Regions from separate parts of the Drosophila melanogaster genome. Here region 1 is linked to region 2. The links are chromatin contacts, called in public Hi-C maps. All regions are on one chromosome and are shown on one strand. The core of a region is the stretch at or near the end of the contact, and the rest is flanking DNA. Distances in the headings are between cores, read along the strand shown.

What was found. A called contact is a pair of places that touch in the nucleus more often than the background predicts.
Region 1: a contact with region 2 is called in a Hi-C map of the Kc167 cell line, with 3 times the contacts expected there. A contact is called at or near these places in 11 of 107 Hi-C or Micro-C datasets (the D17-c3 cell line, the Kc167 cell line, the Ras3 cell line and 3 more).

What each region holds. Positions count from the first base shown.
Region 1 is chr3R:22,684,930-22,687,860 of dm6, forward strand. It overlaps Gclm (Glutamate-cysteine ligase modifier subunit), which reads right to left and starts at 1,581. Exons shown (of 1, transcript NM_001275916.1): 1 at 77-1,581. The coding sequence starts at 1,421. The coding sequence ends at 564. CG17625 reads left to right here and starts at 1,920. Exons shown (of 1, transcript NM_142821.3): 1 at 1,920-2,478. The coding sequence starts at 1,975. The coding sequence ends at 2,403. wfs1 (wolfram syndrome 1) reads right to left here. Exons shown (of 4, transcript NM_142822.3): 4 at 2,613-2,931. The coding sequence ends at 2,638.
Region 2 is chr3R:22,586,332-22,589,420 of dm6, forward strand. Efa6 (Exchange factor for Arf 6) reads left to right here and starts at 1,424. Exons shown (of 15, transcript NM_170027.4): 1 at 1,424-2,087. The coding sequence starts at 1,950. It overlaps btn (buttonless), which reads right to left and starts at 294. Exons shown (of 1, transcript NM_170026.2): 1 at 1-294. The coding sequence starts at 294.

The DNA of each region.
Region 1 (2,931 bases), core at 331-2,830, 99 kb after region 2:
CTGCCATTGTATACAATATTCTAATCAACTGCGGGGCTTTTTTTTTTGTTGGTTTTTATATTTTTATTTAATTTTTGTTGTATCGACAGGCGAGCGGGTCAGCCACGTGATCTAGATGGGTCGTCGGGCGAGACGCGTCTGCCTTTAATTAGATTTGAGTCCAACAGAAGCGGAGGCCTAGACAGCGATTAGTTGGGGCAAATAACAAGCCACAACAAGGAAATCACCAAGAGTACTCGTCTGCGACCAGAGCATATAAATTACACCAGCTGGACGTACACTTAATTTGTAGCCGAGGCATTCAAACCGGTTGGGGCTCAAATCGCTAAACCCCCAGCAGCTGGAAGCCAGTGACACACAATAGCCAATTGCCAATTGTCGTTTTTGAAACGCTTTATGTTCAGAATAAGTATTTTAAAATCGTTTACAGCAAAGTGAATCGATCGGCTTCGAATCATCAATTTGGGTTTTGTATAACAAACAATAAGTACACCACTGTACACAGCATACATTACAAACATTAAAACTATAGCCTAGCATCTGTATGTGGGAGTTACTTAAAACTAAACGCTCGACCTCGACGCGCCCACGATGTAGCCCTTGGCGGTGAGAACGCCCCGGCAGCGGACATGCACCTGGTAACGCAGTGTCCAGTCGATTGTGTAGCCAGGGACCAGTCCGTCGAACTGCTCCACGGGCAGCAGGAGCTCGGGATCGCTGTGCGTGTTCAGTTGGATGTCGTGAGCGGTGCAGAACTCCTGCAGTTCTGGTGGCACCACGCAGCACGTAGACAGGTTGACCTGGGCAATTGTGGGCACAACCTGTGCGCTGTTGTGTAGCTCCTCCAGCGCCGCCGCATCCAGATCGGCAATTCCCAGCTGTGTAATCTGCTGCTTGAGGGCATATTGCTCCAGTGTTTTGTACAGTTCCTTCAGCTCTGCCACTCCTTCCTTTCCATTGCGCTGGCTCCAGTTTGTAGCCCTGCTGACGTTGGAATCCTCGGAACAGGGCGGTTTGGTTGTGGCCACCGGCGTTGCGGTGGCAACCGCATTCGGGTGGTAGGCCAACACCACATTGTCCACGTGCGTCACACTAAGTATGTGGAGCAGCTCCTCCACCGCCTGATTCACAGACTCTGTGGAGTGGCGATTGAGGAATATCTTGGCACCGATACTTATCTCATTCCGTCCATTCTCCGTCAAGCGGGTGGTCAACTCCTGGGTGGCCCTTTGCACCCGCCCATGCAGCTCGTCGATCTCCTTTTCAACCACCACGCGCTCCGCAGTCGAGTCGGTGTGGAGCGTTATCTTCAGGCCGTCGTACAGCTCCTCGTTCGATTTGCGCTGTCCCAGTTCCGTGGCGATGATGTTGCCCGTGCTAATCACCACGTTCTGGTACTTCTTCGTTATGGTCGGTATCATGGTGACAAGTGTTCTCCTTATTTGGTATCTGCTACTTTCGCGACCGTCCAGACAACTGCAGCCCTCTCAGGTGTGTGAAACGCGTGTGTTCTCGAGCACCGACCGCTTGGCCACTTAAATACACTTTGCACCGAAGTGTGGAGAGAGAAATAAATTCTGCTGACAGCTGGTGATGGACGTTGGCCGATTGGCTTCGATAAGGTTATCGAAAAGTATCCATGCGCCGCCAGGGGTACTAGATCCAAATGAAATACAATTTAAAATTCGAATGTATAATAATAATTACAGTGTTGCCCAACTAATAAGTCTAGTGCCCTCATTGTTCATAAAAAGCATGACCATTGAAAATGTATTTAAAATTTGTATTTTAAGCTTATATATTTAGGTAGCTATTTATTTAATAAGGAAAAGCAGCCGGTTAATAAAACAATTTTATTGAGTACGTATGCCTTAAAATGTCATATCTAACCGGTAAATTGTAACGGTTTCCAGTTGTAACTGTTGTTTAAAGTGTTCAATTTGGAGATTTAGAGATTATAATAGAAGAACTAGGATGTGTGGACGGGCTGTGCGCGATTGGTTGGTGCTATTGACCATGGAGAAGTACATTGGTAAATTCCTGGAGCGGGGGTACGACAGCATTGAACGCTGCAAGCTTATTATCGTAAGCGATCTGATCATGCTGGGAGTGGATAATCCCGCTCATAGGAAGCTCCTGCTCGAGGGAGTCCGGTTCTTGGTCAACGCACCCGAGCAGTTCATCTGCAAGGAGCCGTGTGAGCTGCATGAGGAGATTGAACTGAAATTAGACCCGGATGTTGAGTTGTTTGCTTCGCTAAAGTGCCTGGAAAATGTTGATTTCCTAGAAACACCTGTTCCATATTCGCTAACATCTCCACAAAAGACGCTCACAACTCGGGACTCTTGCAAATGGAATGTCAAAGGTGTGGATCAGTTACCTTCCGATAACATATTTAACTAAATACAAACAAAGCAAAAAATAATGCGTGTGATAAGGATCTTTATATATTTTTAAGAACCAATAAAACGACAATTGAAAAGCTGTTTTACAACACTATCATAATCAACCAATATAATTTCGTAAATATTTTTCAGTTTAAATAAATACATATGTATCTATTATATTAAAGTAAAAAAAATGGGGTGAGCAGATTACAAGAAACTCATACTCCTGTGTTTTTTAATTTAATGAAAATTACTTAAACGTAATTAAAGGATTCAACAAAGCGTTCAACAAATACTTGATGCCTCTCATCAAATCTTGGAGGCGTGCATCCATGGGTGAAGCGGCCACCACTCGCTCGATGCTGGCCGTACCCAAATCCCGCGACCGGCACTCCACACACTCGATGGTTTTCAGCTTCACCTGCACGTTGTCAGCCAAAAGCCGAGAATTGTGCAGGATTCCATAGAATAGTACAACATCGCCCTCGCTTAGGAGCCGTGTGAAGTTCCCAAAGTCATGGTGAGCTCGTAGGATAACATCTGT
Region 2 (3,089 bases), core at 174-2,673:
GAGCTGCGTTTTTGAAAATGCTGTGCGTTCCTTGCGATTCGAGCTGATTGCCCGGAGTTTGGACCTTTGGCTTGGAAGTTCTTGACCAGTAGGTGCCTCATTTTGTAACCATTGATCGTTCGCTTCGTTGCACCAATTAGTTTCTAGTTTATTGTAATCCGCGTAGGAAGAAGACGCACTGTGGTCATATACATAGCTGCAGTCCGTATAGCCCTCCGTTTGGTTCAGCCACGATTTCGTAATATCCTCGTAGCAATAGGATTCTTGGTAGACGTTCGCGTGGGAGTTCTTCATTGCCGATGTCTTTGCTTCTAGGTCTAAACTATTACTGAAATCTCAGATTCGGCGGAGCTGCTTTTTAAACAAGGCGCAGAGTGTGCCAGGCCAATCTGCTTTTTCACTTAGTCGCAAATGATGTGCTGCTGATATGATAATTGTGCGCAACATCTGGACCTCGGGTATGAGTGGTTATGACACCCGCAGATCGGCTTGTTGTCTTTGCCTACGAACTGTTGTCACAACAAACCCGAATCCGATTCCCAGCCCCTTCCCCAGGCGTCCGGTCAGAAACGGAAGTGGACGCATGAGTCAAGTGCTTTGTGCCACCAACTGCGGAGCTATAAAATTTTAATAGACAACCGTCGGCGAGTCGTAAGACCCAGTCGGAGATTTATCTGAAAGTCGCAATTGCACGCGCTTTTAAAGTCGATGCGGCGGATTACGAGTGACCATTGAGTGTATATTCCTAGATAATCCATGACAAAGTGGAGTTTTATATAATAATTAATGGGGAAATAAGTGCGTGTCACAGAAATGGTTAAGGGATAAAATAGTTCAATAAAATAAGTCTTACGGGGGTTTTAGAAATTAGAAAAGAAATCAAAAAATTTTGATATCCTATTATGAAACCAATTATAAAATGGACACAGCAAAAACGTAAATTCTAGCTTCTGCTTATTTTTCTTGGGGCTTAGGTATACCCTTTTTTATTTGAGTTTTTATTAAATAATATACCGGTATATGAAAATTAACCGGTTCCGGTTTTAAATTATCCGCATTTATTTTCAAACTGAATAAGTGTTGGGTAATCTTTTTTGGTTAAGGCATAGGCACATTTCAAGTGTTGCCAGACTATGACATTCCAAAGGGCATTCAGTGATATCTGTTGTCCTTCGCTGTGTAGTTATTGTTTGGCTAGATTTATTCATATATTTCTTTTAATTTTCCTTTGTCAGCTAATAAATCTCATTTAATCTAGAAAAAGTATACAAGAGGTTTAAATATATCTATCGATAGAAATGAAGCAACGGTAGAAATACTTTCCGATATCTATCGATATATTAATACTTTTATGCTTCCCATCCCCAGTGCAATAGTACAATTTACAATTTACAATCATTTAGTACAATCTGCGATATCTGGGCATCCACATTCGCCAAAATATGTGCGGCTAAAACCCCCCGCGAACCGCTAAGCGGCGGCGAAACAGTCGGACAAAAGCGACATAAAGAAACGAAGCGAGAAGCAGACGGGCGAATTAAACAAGTTTCGTTTGCGTGGAACGCAGAATTGCGTGGAAAGAAAGCCAACGAAGTAGAAGAAGAAGCAGCGCAGCAAATGCAATAATGTTTAATGTTTAAACAAATTCGCCAAGGAGTTTCATTCTTTTTTTCAAATCGTCATCCGTGAGTGCGTGTATGAGTGTTTGTGAGCGTGTGTGTTTGTGTGCATGTTGTGAAGTGGAAAGAGTGAAAACAAAATGAGAGTGTGCAAATGAAGTTGGCCAAGCCCAAAACAGCGAGAATTAATTAAAGCGACTAAGAAAAGTGGCCGTCGCCCAAAGGATTAATCACGCCCAGGGGTTACCCACCCACACCGCCAACCAACCAAACGAAAACTCGGTGAAAAGAGTGTGAACCGATCGGCAGCAGGACGCCGAAGGACCCAAAATGAGCGAGGAACTGAAAGTGGTGCTGCGGCGCAGCGAGCAGCATTCCGGTTTCGGGTTTTCGCTACTCGGAACCACCGGACCGCCACATGTCATCTACGACATCGTCGAGAATTCGCCGGCAGCCGATTGCGGAGCGGTAAGTGAAGCAAACACAACAGCACACCGCAGTTGCAGCTCCTCTGCGCCTTTGTGTGTGCTGTGTGTCATTCCATTCCCGTCTGGGACAGGAGGACTGGCGGAGTCCTCACACCGAGCGGCCCATGCCACCCCCTCATATCCACCCACCGGTGACCTCCGACCACCTCTACCAATGACTTCATCAACCACCGGGCACTGGAAGCAGCCAGCGAAGAAGCAGAAGCAACAGCTCCCTTGCTGGGCTCACTTTTGGCAACGCCACATTTTAGACTACAGTAGAGCCTCGACAAGGCACACCGCCCAATAGCGGAATTTATTAAAGATCATTAAATGGAAATACGTAGCTGGCAAAATTGACAAAATTCATAGAAATCATGCCAGTTTCTAGTTAAGATTGCTGTTCTGCAATACTCATTTTTCCCTGGAATTTTGTGCTTTTCAGGGAATATTAAGGAGATTTTAGAGAATTGACAAAAAATTGACAATTGACAAAATTCATAGAAATCATGCCAGTTTCTAGTTAAGATTGCTGTTCTGCAATACGCATTTTTCCCTGGAATTTTGTGCTTTTCAGGGAATTTTAAGGAGATTTTAGAGAAGTGCAATAACAAATTGTGTGATTTCAGCACCGTTTTAAAATTTTTGAAGGATTTGTATACCGTCCAACTGCCGTTACATAAGCATTCAAACGGAAAACAAATTATTCATGACGTTTTATCTGACGCAAAGTGCATACGTACATATGTATGTATGTATGTACATACATAGATAAGTACGATTTTTTATGGCAGCTGGTGGCTTGAGTTTTGGAAGTTGGATTGTGTGCAAAGCGACCGAGACTCGCCCCTCGGCTGCTGATAAGAATATTTTCCACTTTTCCACTTCTTTTTTTTATGGTGATGACCATGGCTGTCTGCTGGCGTATGTGAAAGCATTTCAATTTGCACAACGGCAACAAAAAAAAAGCGAAAAAAGCGAGAAAAGCGCAAATGAGAGTCCT